Regions from separate parts of the Mus musculus genome. Here regions 1 and 2 are each linked to region 3. The links are chromatin contacts, called in public HiChIP or PLAC-seq and promoter capture Hi-C maps. All regions are on one chromosome and are shown on one strand. Each heading gives the region's core, a stretch centred on a gene start, on an enhancer-like site or on the middle of the called end of the contact. The rest is flanking DNA. Distances are from core to core; before and after follow the strand shown.

Region 1 (4,555 bases), core at 1,318-3,817, 290 kb before region 3:
TTCATGAATTCTGTTACTTAAGAGTGACTGGGGTTTCTTTTTGTTGTTTTTCTAATCTGGCTTTTTTTCCCCCCCACAAGCTGTTCCCATGCCATTTCTTATCAAATAAAAAATTAAATCTGTTTTTCTAAGTTTCCTTGTTCCGGAGTCCTATAGTCAGCCTTCTCAAGTAGCCCATAGTTATCCATTTCCTTGTCTCTAATCGGTCTTCAAGGTCGTTTTCTTTCCCACTATATGCAGTCTCAGTAAAGTGGCCCTGGCCTCTGCCTCACTAACCCTAATAGATCTGTTTTTCAGCTTGCCTTCTATACTGACACCAAAATTTAAAAAGCATCTAGGCATCTAAGACAATAATTAGCTTTCTCTTTATGCTCTTCTGCAATGTGTTTCTGGGCTTGTCTTACTTTATCTAACTTTCTTCTATTTTTATTTTTAAATTGTTGTATTTTGTATGTGTGGGTGTTATGCCTGCATGTGTGTCTGCACCAGTGTGTGCCTGGTACTCAGGGAGGTCAGAATAGAGTCTGATTCCCTAGGACTGGAGGAACAGAAGGTTTTGAGCTGCTATGTGGGTGCTGGAAATTGAACTCAGGTCCTCCGGAAGATCAGCCAGTGCTCTTAGCCACTGAGTCATCTCTCCAGCCCCCTTAACATTCTAATGTCACATTTCTTTTAAATCTTCAACTAACAGCCATTGATCTCCAGGTGGGTATCTCCTAATTCCAACCAAATCTTACAATTTTCACCAAATGAATTTAGAAGATTTAAATCTAGCTCAAACTTTTCCTAAATTTATTTTTTTATAACCTCTTCCGCCTTTCCTAAACCAGGAAATTGGGTTGTTTTAGAGTCTTTTCTCCGAAGTCCCAGGTCCAGTAATTCCCAAGAATATAATTAACTCTCCTGCTGGAACTGCTGTCTTCTTAGTATTGAGAACCTACATTCTAGGGGTTCTCTCCTGTTTACCCTTTGCTGCCCACAATCCATTCCCCATCAGCAATCCCAGTAATCTTTCAAAACATGAAATCCCGTGTAGCAGAAATTCCATTCGGGTTCTCAAACATTAGATGGGGAAAGGGTGGGGGTAGAAAACAGCTACACAATGTACAGTACATACTGTCACAGGTCATTAAGAAATAAGACTGTGGTTGGGCGGTGGTGGCGCATGCCTTTAGCCCCAGCACTCGGGAGGCAGAGGCAGGCGGATTTCTGAGTTCGAGGCCAGCCTGGTCTACAAAGTGAGTTCCAGGACAACCAGGGCTACACAGAGAAACCCTGTCTCAAAAAAAGAAAGAAAGAGAAAGAAAGGAAGGAAGGAAGGAAGGAAAAGAAAAGAAAAAAGAAAGGAAGGAAGGAAGACTGTTATCTGTCCAAGGATGTCTTTACTTAAGATCATTCTTTGTATCAGTATATTTTCAAGTGATGGCTAATTGAAGAGTTAGATCCTGTTTTCCCAATCCCTTACTGATAGCTTTGCTTAAAGCTCTTGCACTAAACAAATATTCCTAATAAAGCTTTTTTGTTAGTTTGTTTTTTAAGAAAAAGTTGCCTGGAGATTTTTAAATTTAGAATCAGCAAATTTCTTCGAGTCTGGCTCCATCCATAATGACCTGGCCATACTACCTCAGGCCTCCTTCCTCCCTGATCATGCTTCAACCCCTTAAAGAGACATCATCTTTCCCTTGGACTGCTTGGAGTTGTAACAGAGCCTTGACCTTTGCTTGTACTTAGCAAGTACCTATTTAAAACTCCAGATTTGGAGCTCTGGCCATATGGATAATGTCCTTGTGGAGAGATCTGCCCCCCCCCCCTTGCTCTGAGCTCACCCTCATACTGAGGGCAATAGGCAGCACAAAGAGGTCTGCTTTACTACCAAGAGTGTCTTGTGGACAGTCTATAATCTGGATGCAATACTATTTTTAGGCAGGGCAAAGCCAGGAAGATGGTGAAGCACATCTTTAATCCCAGCACTAGGGAGGTAGAGGCAGACAGATCTCTGAGTTCGAGGTCAGCTGGGTCTACAGAGCGAGTTCCAAGACAGCCAGGTTTACACAGACCCTGTTTCAAAAACAAACTAAACAAAACAAAACCCAAAAAAACTCAAACCTCAGATTTTAGTGGAAGTATTTTCTCAGACTCTATTCTCTCATAGATCGCTGTGTTTTTTAGTTTAGGAACACTCATAACTAATAGAATATTTTGTCCCCCCAGTCATTCTCCAATCCCCATCCTGACCCCAGTGAATTGGGCTAATCCGCAGCGTATTTTGCTGACGTCGTACGCATGTCTAATGGCAATAGATTAAGAATTAGAAGACATTTTCTGGCACCTCTTAAAACAAGTGGTCTTTGTCTTCGATTACTTTTAAAGAATTTTAAAGCTCCGCTAACACCTATCCTGTGACAGTGTCGCCTGGTAAAACTGGTCTATAACCCTAATCCCCACGGAAACTCGGCGCTTCCGTGCCGACACTGAGCACCCGATACGTGGAGACCAGAGTCCAACCCGGAAAACCGGTCTTTTCCGGAACTGCTCTTTGCAATGGAAGAGGCGGGACTTCCGGCTTCGCTTTTCCGGAGACCGCCCCTTCCTCTCGGTGCGGGAGGCTCCAACTGCTGCCTCGCTTTGTGTTTTGTTTGTTTGTGTTTTGTTTGTTTGTGTTTTGTTCCTCGCGTCGCCGATGCTGCCCCAGAGGACTGGACCGGTGTTTCAACCGAAACACTTCTTGTATCCGTGTTTTTCCGTAGATGTGATTATTTTTCTTCCTCAAGAAATGCTTCTCGGTAGTTAATACATTACGGAAGGAACCGTGGAGAAGCGCTACGCAAACAGCACAGTTCGTGCCACTTGAGCAAAATAGAGGTCGGTCGGAGGCCGAGGTTGCCCTCCCTTCCAGGTGCAGAACAACTTCGCAGCCCACAGCCGCCGGTGAGTGTTGCAAGTTTGGCGGTGGTCTTGCTGAGGGTGTTTTCCCGCCCCCTTCTCTTTCCCCGGGTTTGTTTTGAAAAAAAAAACGAGCCTTCAACATGCAGAGGAGGGTTTTCGGTTCGTTATCCCCCAGACCTAACGTGTTGAATGGTGAGAGTGCAAACGTGAATAAAACGATGCAAAGCACCAATTTGCTCTTAAAATACCAGGTAGAGCTATGCGTGTGTGCACATACGTCTCTTCGTCTGTAATCACGGTGTTTGCTTATTGGCGTTGCAAGGATTTAAACAAGTGACGTAAAGCAGTTACTGTGGTCTTACCTGTGGGAAGTTAACCCGTGACGGCAATATAGAGATGCACTGAAGACAGACGAAATGGGAGAAAGATAGTTGTAGTAAATAAGAGTTCAGCTTCCAACAAAAGGAGATAAAGGGCCAAATTCAAGCGAGATTTTAAAAAGCAATAGAAAGCTAGTTACAGGCAGAAAGCATCGTGATGACAGTGGTGTCATCAACGCATATCGTGAACTCAAGGGGAAGAATTTAAATATTTATTCTTTCTGTATTTGATGAAAGTTTATTTGTCCAACAGCTTTCTTTGCCTAGTACTATTTGAGGTCCCAGTGATACATTTGTAAATAAGACAGGAGAGATCTGTTTTGTCTGAGTTTCTATCCTGGTGGGAGGTACTGATAAAGTCTATGAGGACAAAAGATATGTTAGGATAGCAATTATGGATGGAGTAGTTTAGCTTAGGTGATAAAGTTGGGCCTTGGTGCAAGTGGTATTTGTGTTGAGATGTGAGTTCTGATGAAGAGTTTGTGATATGATAAGCAAGGAGACGACAAGCTAGACAGAGAGAGCAGGGCAAAGTTCCTGAGATGAGAAACACCTTCTTTCAAGAGCAATCTCTACAAAGCCAGTGTGATTAAAATGATCAGAACAAGGGAATTAGGAAGTGACATTTGGAGAAAGTGGTGGGCTAGCCTGTGTGGCCTCTGCAGGCTGTAGTGTAGGACTATTGATCTAATTCTGTGTGCAAATAACTAGGATTAATGGGCTCCAGCTAAAGAATGGATTTAGGGGATGCTGCAGAAATCTGCTTTTGGTGGGAGTGCTTTTGTTATAGTTTAATCAGATTCTGTTTCTCTATGGAACAAAGACATAGAAGTCTATGCTGCTACCGGTAGCCTGAATTGTGCGTACCTTATTTGCATATTTAAAAATAAAAAAAAAGATGAGGATGAAAGTAACCATCGTTATTAGGTAAGGTCTTGAAGAGTCTTTGATTTAAGTAATCAATAAGAATGATTAAAGTAACAACAGAGATGGCAGTAGAGAAGAAACCCTTACTAACTGTCTTAGTTAGGGTTTTACTGCTGTGAACAGACACCATGACCAAGGCAAGTCTTATAAAAACAACATTTAATTGGGGCTGGCTTACAGGTTCAGGCCATTATCATCAAGGTGGGAGCATGGCAGTATCCAGGCAGGCATGGCGCAGGAGGAGCTGAGAGTTCTATGTCTTCATCCAAAGGCTGCTAGTGGAAGACTGACCTCCAGGCAACTAGGGTGAGGATCTTATACCCACACCCACAGTGACACACCCATTCCAACCAGGTCATACC
Region 2 (4,658 bases), core at 517-3,016, 350 kb before region 3:
ATTAAACAGAGTAAGTCAGCTAATACTTTTTGACTGAACACTTAAATAACTAGGGCTGGGTATCCTGAGGCCATTCCACAATATATTTCTGAAACAGTTTCCAGACTCTTCCTTTGAAAATAAAAACTTTGTATAGCCTCGTAGAAAACTGGCCCTATCTGTTTGCTTATACTAGAATAATCCAAAACTGTCCCTTCAATAAATTAAAAAAAAAAAAAAAAGAAAGAATGAAAATGGAGCTGGGGTGGTAGCTCATGATTGTAAATGCCAGCATCGGAGAGGTTAAGGCAGGAGGAGCAACTCAAGTTCAAAGCCAGCCTAGGCTACACATAGAAGTTCGTTCAAGCCAGCCAAGGCTACAGACCGAGATCTTCCTCGTCTCGAAATAAAAAAGTATAATAAGAATAATAAAGTAAGAAAGGAAAAATAACCAAGATTTGCCCAAAAAAGGGGGTTCAGTGGGCAAGCAAGCCCCATGCCTCCAAAGTTTTCTAAGGACTGCACACTACCGTAGGACAAATAAAGGGCACCTGCAAGCATAAACAAAGTCATGCTTTTAAAAGCTAGGCATACCAACAAGGACACAATACCCTATCCTGGCAGGCAGCGTGACCTCTCCCAAAGCCACTGCAGCCATGGCTCCTGTCACAGGTGCTGCCCCTCCCTCAGCAACTAAACTGCCACCCTCTGGCACGTGCAGCTGGACCGCTATTTATAACCTCCTGTGGAAGCCCATTGGCTCTGGCTACATAGTAGTTATTGTGCCTCTCAAGTTTGAACCAGCTCTGGCCAGAACTACACCCTGACCTCTAATAGAGCCCACCGTGACTTACCAATCCAAACCCCTTTTTCTCAGTATTCAGAAACTACCACCAGTCAGCCCGGACCTACAGTCACATCTTTTCCTATACACCTAACTGGACACCCCGCCTGAACACTCTCAAAGTTCAAGTACAACTTAGGAGCGCCCAGCTGTCATTCTTCTAGGTAAACCATTCATCGAAAGTCCTCTACGACCTCTCTTCCAGTCCCTCTAAGGGCCAAAATGACTACGTACAACTTTTGCAGCCCTTGCCCCCACCCCACCCCCACCCCAGGATCCAAGATCTGCACCTGCACAGCTGTCACTTGCTTACTTTGTCTTCTGCCGGGACTCCGTTCCCACCTCTACCCTCTCACTCCTTTCCATGTCACCCCAATAGAACGCACACACAAAAGGAGCCCCGAGGCATATACCGCATTCCTTCTCCGTCAGTCTCCTGCAGGAGCCTCTGCGCCCCACTTGCTAGACACAGCCGACCCCGCCCCCCTGCTGCTCTCTCTCGGGTCCCCTTCGCCGAGGGACCGGGGATCTGCGCTGGCTGCCCGCCTTTTCCAGCAGCCCCTAGGCGCTGCAGGGCTGGTTGGCTCACCTGGACCGGCAGGCGGGACAGATGGCGACCCCGGGCTGCGAGCAAACGCCACGCCGAGCTAGCAGACCCGGGGTTGGCCCGCGGCGTTGTGCCTCCAACCCGGAAGAACAGCCCCAACTTTGAGGCGGCGGCGGCGACCACGTGACACAGGGCTGCCTAGACCCGGACCCGCGCCCCCTTTCGGCACCCCTTCTCCCCCTCCCCGAGCCTCCTGCCAAACCCGCTTGGCCCGATCGCCAGTCTGCAAAGGAGAAAAAGACTCCACCAGATGCACGCTTACAGCGCAGCAGCTGGTCCCCTCCGGGTGGCCGCTGAAGCCCCTTTGTCTCTGCCAGGGCCCCAGGCCCGCAGCCCCGCCCCCTTGCTCTTGCTCAATCGGCCTCTGTCAATCAAACCCGATGCCAAGCACTGCAACTCAAGTTTTTAGGAATTCGTACCTCTTCTTTCCCCCCAGGAGACTAAGTTACAAAGTGTGATTTCCTCACCGGTCTCCCAGCAGAGCAAATAAACGGATACTATAACTCCACTCTTGGGCCGGACTTTTCCTCTAACTCTCTAGGAAAAAAAAAAAAAAAAAATCCGAACTTCTGTAACTGGAGAAGACTTAGGCGGGAGGAAGCCGAGGGCGGGAATGGGGGCGTTGTTTTTCCATTCTGGACGGGGGTGGGGTTAAATTCCTCACAAACGAAGTCAAGGCCTGAAAATGAACACACACATGTGCATATTTGGCTTCAACAGCGAGGCCAGCCAAGAGGAAACCCTGCGCTACTATTAACATAGGCAGTGTCTAGAATGTAATTGTAGTTGACGTCCCTGTTAAGGTTCCTGATTAAGGAAATCAAAACATAACGACCTAGTTATTGGTTAGTGATTAGATTCTGTTACTTGCTCTGCAGGTACACTGATTAAACTTACCCAGCGCTGAGTCTAAAGGAAACGTCAGTGTAAGATTGTTTGTTTGCTTGCTTGCTTGCTTTTAATTTTTTTTTTAAGATTTATTTATTTATTATATGTAAGTACACTGTAGCTGTCTTCAGACACTCCAGAAGAGGGCGTCAGATCTTGTTACAGATGGTTGTGAGCCACCATGTGGTTGCTGGGATTTGAACTCCTGACCTTCGGGAGAGCAGTCGGGTGCTCTTACCCACTGAGCCATCTCACCAGCCCCTTGCTTTTAATTTAACTGAAATATTTTAACAGGCAGAAGAAAAAAAAAAAAAACAGACATTCAGTATCTTTTAAAAATAAGTGAACCACAGAGAACCCCTTATTTAGAGAATGCCTTGTGTTTTATACAGCAGAAAGGGTCATTGGGCTACTGGACTCCGCACAGCAATCTGGAGTAAACTCTTCCGGTGGCAGAAGAACTGGAAGGCAGGAAAGGACTCGGCCCGGTGTTTTAAAATAATAATCGTAAGTCAACAGATAGTAATACTGCAGGTACAATGAGGCAAGTCCTTAACCATTTTAAACTCTTTTGTGCTGCGGACTGTGTGGTAAGTAGTTCGGAGTTCACGTGCAAGGCTTTTCTACAATCAGCAAGTCTAGCCTTGAAGGGCATCTGCCTTCATACTCTATGTTTTCCAATGCTTTCTTTCTTAGTGTTGTTTTTGTTACTCCCCCTCCCCTCATTTTGAGTAGCATTCCCCTGTCCTGCTCCTTCCTCTGCCTCCTACCTCTCTAATGGAACTGTTCCACAATCATTTTTACACAGTGTTCTACCATCCCTCCTTCCTTAAGGGAACTCTCCACCCCACTGGCCCTTTTCTGGTTTCCTGACGTACTCCAAATACACAAAACTAATGAACTGAAGTTACCTTGCTCTTTATAATATTTCCAGTTTCACCCATTTAGCTGCAAGTTTCATAATTTCATTTTCCTTAATAGCTGGATAAAATGACATTCTGTACATATACCACATTTTCATTATCCATTCATTAGTCGATGTACATCTGGACTGATTCTGCTTTCTAGCTATTGTGTATAGATCAGCAGTGAACATGGATGTACAAGTGAGTGTCCCTGTAGGAGAATATAGATTCCTTGGTGTCTTAGCCAGTGTTCTGTTGCTGTGAACGGACGCCATGACCACGGCAACATTTATAAGAAAAATGATTTAATTGGAGCTTGCTTACAGTTCCAGAAGTTTAATCCATTGTCATCATGAAGGGAAGTATGGTGGCAGGCAGACAGAAGCAGCTGAAAGTTTTACATCTGGATCGGCAGACAGCCTGAAGAGCCAGACACTGGGTCTGGGTTGAGCTTTTGAATCCCCAAGGCCCACTCCCATGCTTCCTCCACCAAGGCCACACCTACTCCAAAAAGGCCACACCTCCTAATCCCTCTCAAGTAATGCCACTCCTTAATTCAAACTCGTGGCATTCAAACACATGAACCTATGGAGTTCACTTCTATTCAAGCCAACACACTTAAGGTACATGCCCAGAAGTGGCAAGGCTGAGTCATACTTCAAGGTCCTTGGAGGAACCTCCAGACTGATTTCTAGAGTGGCTGCACGAGCTTACACTCCCATCAGCAGTGTCTGAGGGTTCCCATTTCCCTGAATCCAGGTCAACATTAGGATACACAAATTAAATCCTGTCAAATGTAGAAGACTTTTAGGCCAACAGAGGTTTAAAGATAGTGTTATCTTCTAGAAAATTCATCAGGTCCAAAAACTGTAACATACCATTACATCAGCTTTAAAGTCTGAAAATCAAAGAGGTACCTAATAGTCAAAAAATTAAAGTGTAAACTGAAGCTGAGATGTGCTACTAAATGTTGTGTTTTACCCTGGTGCTATCTGTATTTTGATGTTAATTCTGGGGTTGTCCGCCAACAAAGAGTGATCTTATTGAGCCTTCTCCCCATTCTAACCGGTCAAATAAAGGCCAGAGCCTATGATTGGGCAGTGGAAGGGAAAGGTGGGACTGGGGGATCTCAAAAGGAGAGAGGAGTAGGAAGAGAGAGGACGGAGGAAGAGGAGGTGGAAACCTGTGTGGAACAGAACCACATGGTCTGGAGAAACTGCAAGTAACAAGGGGTCTCATCGCAGGAGAATTAATCAGTATAGAGATAGATCGGCCCAATCTAGGCATATAGCTTATAAATATATTAACTGGGTTGTGTGTGTTTTTAAAGGGGCTGACTGGGGTAAGTAATTACCACAACAATTAAAGACTGACCTGTAAACCCAGTCTGCATAAGACCGTGTCTGAAAAAAAGAAAAGAAAATTAAATCGATTT
Region 3 (4,836 bases), core at 833-3,332:
ACACAATTCAGCCCAAAATTCCAGCCACATTGCTCCCTAACAGAAAAAGGTCTTTCTTGAAGGTTTTTCCAGGTTTGCCACCTAATAGCGGTCAGTCCAAAAATAAGTGCTTGAGAGCTGTCCTAAGCACATTCAACAGCCCAGCAAACATCAATCTGGGGAGAGCTGGGCTCAGCTTTCCCTCCAGTAGCCTCTGCCAGGCCCCCCACCTACATCCTCCAGCTCCTAATTAAAAAGCTAATTAGAATTCCACATTTAACCGCTAAATAGAGAGGGCAGTCTAGTCCCAGGCCAGGATTCCTTGAACATCAAACAGCTCCTCTGTCCTCTGTTGGTTCAGTGAGTGTGGGAAGAGAGCTGAGCCCTCAGGACTGGTGGCCATTTGACTTGCTGAAGGGCGCTATGTTTATTCTCATTTGTCTGAGAGGAAAGGTCTGAAGAACAGACTGAAAATTTGGGGGAAAAAAACTTAAACAAAACAAAACACCAAAACATGGCTTAGAGTTTAACTACTTTAAGGAAAAGAAACAAATCTCTTTATGAATTCTGTTATTGTTGTGGCGACGGGAGGGGACATGAGGAGTTCCCTTCAGGAACAGTTCCATCCAGGCAGCCTCTTTAAGTGCAGGGCGCCTTCTTTAGTTACCATGGCAACCAAAATTAGAAGGGCTTTTGCAACACTAACAAAAACCATCTCCTGAAGTGCTTCTGTGAATCACACTGAATGCTGATGATGCAAACTGTGTATGCAGATCTTCAAACATTTTTTTAAAAAATCCCTATTACGATAAACAAATACCTGTTTTACATTCCCGTTTGAAATCGTAACTTGGAACAAATTTTTGTTCCTCTGGGTTTGCTTGTTTCCCTTCTGGATACCCCAGGCCCCAGAGTGCAAATGTGATTTGTTTAGTTTCCAAACTTGTCTGAATTTCACAGCGAGCAGCAGTTAGAATGTGATTCATTTGTCCTTATTTTGAAATGGAGTGTGTGTGTGTGTGTGTGTGTGTGTGTGTGTGTGTGTGTGTGTGTGTGTGTGTGTGTGTGTTGGCAGGGGGTGGGAGGAGTGTTTAACATAGAGCACTCTTGTCTACTACACTCCGGAAGGGGGAACTGAAAAAGGAAGGGAGAGAAAGGGTGAGGTAGAGTGAAGAGAAGAGGAAGAGAGGGAAAGGGGACAGTCAATCTCTTGGCCTCTCCTTCGGAATCCATGGGTTCTGCTTGCAGAGTTTTAAAGACCCTGTGGAAGTCTCTTCCTGGTTGTATCTCCAGGTCCTCTATTTCCATTATAATAATCCTAGAGAGGTGCCTGGGAAGAGAAATGAGGCTCCTCCTTACTTTGTTGGATCTTCCCAAAGAAGCACCTTTCTCTAGGGGAGGATTCTGGTGTATGGTGTCCTTGAGGGTTCATGCCACCACCACCCCTCCCCCGGGCCACAGCTGTGAGAAGTTAAGTCCGCTCCTAATCCAGGTCACACAGGTGCTCAGCCCTAGTTACAAACTAACGGATTTGGGCTGGCGCCTGGCTCTTGTGGTTCAGAGAACCGGTGTGGGCATGCGAGACGCTAGGCTGCCCTCTGGCTCACGTGTGACACAGATAGGCACGGGTGACACTGCCCGGTGCACACAGAGGGGTGCACACACGCGCCCAGACCAGGGCATCTCATACAGGGGCGGGAGCCTGCGCCTTGGTGTCAATGTCCCCTTCTGCAGAGTGCTGATGGACTCGGTGGACGTCCCCAGGAGCACTTAACCTTCTCCTAACCCCACTTCAACCGCCACCGGGGCCAGAATTCGTGTCTCCCTTTCTCCCTTGAGATCCCGGATCTGCTTCTTTCTAGCTCAGAGGTGGCGAGGCTAGCGTGACCCAGGCGCTGGCGACGAGCCCCGCTTACCTCGGTCCGGAGGCCGCCTGGGGAGCTCGATGCGCGGCCAGGCGAGGAGCAGAGTGGCAGACGCTGGCACAAGCTCCTGTGTCCCGGGGCGCAGACGTCTGGGTCGCTCCTACGGCAGCAGATCTGACCCACAGGGCCGTGGCAAACCCCGTTGCCTGTCTGCGCCTGGCTCCGCCACCAGAGCCGAGGGCTTCGCAGCGTCCTGAACAGGACCAATCCTGAGCGGGGGGTTGGCTCTGGGGAGCAGGGAAAGGAGACTGGATGGTCACTGCGACGGGAAGCCGGCCTGGACCTGGCAGGCTGGTTTCTATGGCAGCCAGGAGGGAGGAGCGGAAGAGAGGGGAGTGTGTAGTTGTGTGGCAAGGGGACACCCACTGCAGACTTTCCGGGAGGGGGTTTGGGCCTAGAGTGACGATGGGAAGCAGAGACACAGCAGAAAGCGACTCAACTTAACACCTTGCCGGAACAGCCCCTGCGCGCTCTCATTCCTTCCTTCCGCGACACTATCCTGTAATCCTTCCAACAGAGCAGAGACTTCCAGCAAAGCACCGCGACAGCTCCTCCGGGTGAGTAGCAGGGCTTTTAAGCTCTGCAGAAAGAAGTGCTTCTGTCGCCCTCTGCCCCATCCCTTGTATACACATCAGGCCTAGTTCTCAGGGTGCCACCTAGTCGCGGCCCTCTTATTGCTTGTCTACTCCCTGCTGTGATATCCTGGCTGGTGGTGGGTGCCAAATGATGTTTTTCTAGTTTACGATCTAGGAAGCTAGGCCGTTGAATTGAATGTAGAGCAGGGAATTTGATACAGATGCCACAGAACATAGAAGATAATTCCTGGAGTTAACATGCTTTATTTAATAGAGGGGGAAAGCCAGTTCCTGTCACAGAGGGCTTAATGGCTGAGCCAGACCTAAGAGTCTAAGTTCAGCTCTGTGAGCAGTCTGCCCACTTTCTCTTACCGCCCACCGCGTGTATCCCTGGATGCCAGGGCAAAACTACAAGAATCAAGATAATCGACATCTAAAATTTTTATGAGGCAGAAGTTGTGGGTCTAGAAGAGTCTGTTTTATTTATTTTTCTCTATTTGCCAGACAGTGTATTAAATAATTTTACAAAGACTCTTCACAGCAATGTGAGAAGTTCTGATATTACCGTCCCTTGCTTTAGCAGATAAATAAACTGAAGCAAAGACAGACATAGGCTTCAGTTAAGGTCCCCAACCTGTGGAACGCTGGGGCTGGGACTGGAACCCAAGCACTGGGACTCCAGACATACTCAGACCTTTCTTTGCTGCTGCCTCCTGCGTGTTCCTTAAAGGGGTCAGGAACAGTAAAGAGCAAGACCAAAAACCTTGGACAGCTCCATGCACAGAATCACGTGCAAGGGAAGCCCAGGGACGGAAAGGACTGCTTCCCCAACCCAGTCAGTTGATAAGGAAGGATTCTCCATCTTTTTTTTTTTTTTTTTTTTTTTATACTGTAGCTTTCTTTTTTTTTTTTAATTTTTTTTTTTAATTTATTTATTACATGTTAGTACACTGTAGCTATCTTCAGACACACCAGAAGAGGGCATCAGATCTCATTACAGATGGTTGTGAGCCACCATGTGGTTGCTGGGATTTGAACTCTGGACCTTCGGAAGAGCAGTCGGGTGCTCTTACCCACTGAGCCATCTCACCAGCCCCAGGATTCTCCATCTTAAAATACATAAACAAACAAACAATCTTGAAGTAGTGCATACCACCAGTCTATTTTCTTTCTATAACAATAAAATGAAAGCAAAAACATCACATTAAAAAAAAAGATTAGAAAGGCCCTTTGAGTCTTGAAAAATGACAGTACATAGGATAAAATTCTATAGGAAAATTATATAGAAATCTAGACCCTCAAATCCCAGGCCAGACATACAGCTACAGACACACAACTCACATTCGATGCCCCAACAGAGCAAGGGAAACATAGGTCAGCAATTGCTTCGAAAGTGTGCTTCCCGGGTCCCATCCCGCCAGCCTCCTGCATTTTCACTTTTAAGTGACTTTCAACCTTCCTAATGCTGCAACCCTTTAATGCAGTTCCTCAGGCTGTGGTCACCCCCCCTCCCCCACACATAAAACTATTTCATTGGTACTTCCTAACTGTAATTTTGCTACTTCTATGAATCATGATGTGAAAATATCTGTGTGTTCCAATGGTCTCAGGCCACCTGAGTGGGAACCACTGGGATAGATTCTCCTCCTTCCAAATCAGGCCCTTGGCACTCTAGGACTCCTAAGTCATTGAAGAGTGTAATACATTTGATTTCCTCCACTTGAAACAATTTTTTTTTTTAATTCCCACAAAAGTCCATTCAATAGTAGGTTACAGTACAACATTCTATGCAGAGCTCTGACTTAAAAAAGTCTTGATGTGTAACATTACACATTACAGGCTGGACTTGAACTCAAGGTTATCCTCCAGCCTCAGTCTCCCCCATATTTGGGATTATAGGCATGTGTTAGCACACCCACCCCAGTCTTTTTTTTTTTTTTTTAAATCTTTTCCCCTGTTTTTTTTTCTTTTTTTAAGATTTATTTATTTATTTATTTATTTATTTATTTATTTATTTATTGTAAGTACACTGTAGCTGTCCTCAGACACTCCAGAAGAGGGAGTCAGATCTCGTTACGGATGGTTGTGAGCCACCATGTGGTTGCTGGGATTTGAACTCCTGACCTTCGGAAGAGCAGTCGGGTGCTCCTACCCACTGAGCCATCTCACCAGCCCCCACCCCAGTCTTTAAGAAACCTCAGGAGTATAAGGAAACATCCTGAGCACACCGAGTGAGCAAAAGTTGGGAAGAGAAACTACAAATCTGTGCTGCACGTCTGGAAATGCACCTCACTGCGGGTGCCAGTGACCTCGAAGCTCTTCTCCCCCCCACCCCCACCCCCAAGACAGGATTTCTC

The links. HiChIP or PLAC-seq counts read pairs in DNA pulled down with a chosen protein or histone mark. Capture Hi-C pulls out chosen DNA fragments and counts their contacts.
Region 1: a contact with region 3 is called in an H3K4me3 HiChIP or PLAC-seq map of embryonic stem cells, with 5 times the contacts expected there. The contact joins the promoter of 4833420G17Rik here to the promoter of Nim1k in region 3. A contact is called at or near these places in 6 of 39 promoter capture datasets (the C10 cell line, frontonasal cranial neural crest, hippocampal neurons and 2 more), 1 of 484 Hi-C or Micro-C datasets (nephron progenitors), 5 of 115 datasets of contacts at active chromatin or transcription factors (embryonic stem cells and stem cell-derived neural progenitor cells) and 2 of 9 other capture datasets (adipose tissue and liver).
Region 2: a contact with region 3 is called in a promoter capture Hi-C map of adipose tissue. The contact joins the promoter of Nnt here to the promoter of Nim1k in region 3. A contact is called at or near these places in 5 of 39 promoter capture datasets (embryonic stem cells, liver, pre-B cells and 1 more), 2 of 115 datasets of contacts at active chromatin or transcription factors (both in embryonic stem cells) and 1 of 9 other capture datasets (adipose tissue).

The regions. Positions count from the first base shown.
Region 1 is chr13:119,460,192-119,464,746 of GRCm38.p6, forward strand. 4833420G17Rik (RIKEN cDNA 4833420G17 gene) reads left to right here and starts at 2,568. Exons shown (of 13, transcript NM_001113550.1): 1 at 2,568-2,928. Paip1 (polyadenylate binding protein-interacting protein 1) reads left to right here. Exons shown (of 11, transcript NM_145457.4): 11 at 1-132.
Region 2 is chr13:119,407,491-119,412,148 of GRCm38.p6, forward strand. It overlaps Nnt (nicotinamide nucleotide transhydrogenase), which reads right to left and starts at 1,767. Exons shown (of 17, transcript NM_001308506.1): 1 at 1,413-1,767.
Region 3 is chr13:119,753,800-119,758,635 of GRCm38.p6, forward strand. It overlaps Nim1k (NIM1 serine/threonine protein kinase), which reads right to left and starts at 2,083. Exons shown (of 4, transcript NM_175538.3): 1 at 1,896-2,083. Gm41077 (predicted gene, 41077) reads left to right here and starts at 1,594. Exons shown (of 2, transcript NR_168716.1): 1 at 1,594-2,461.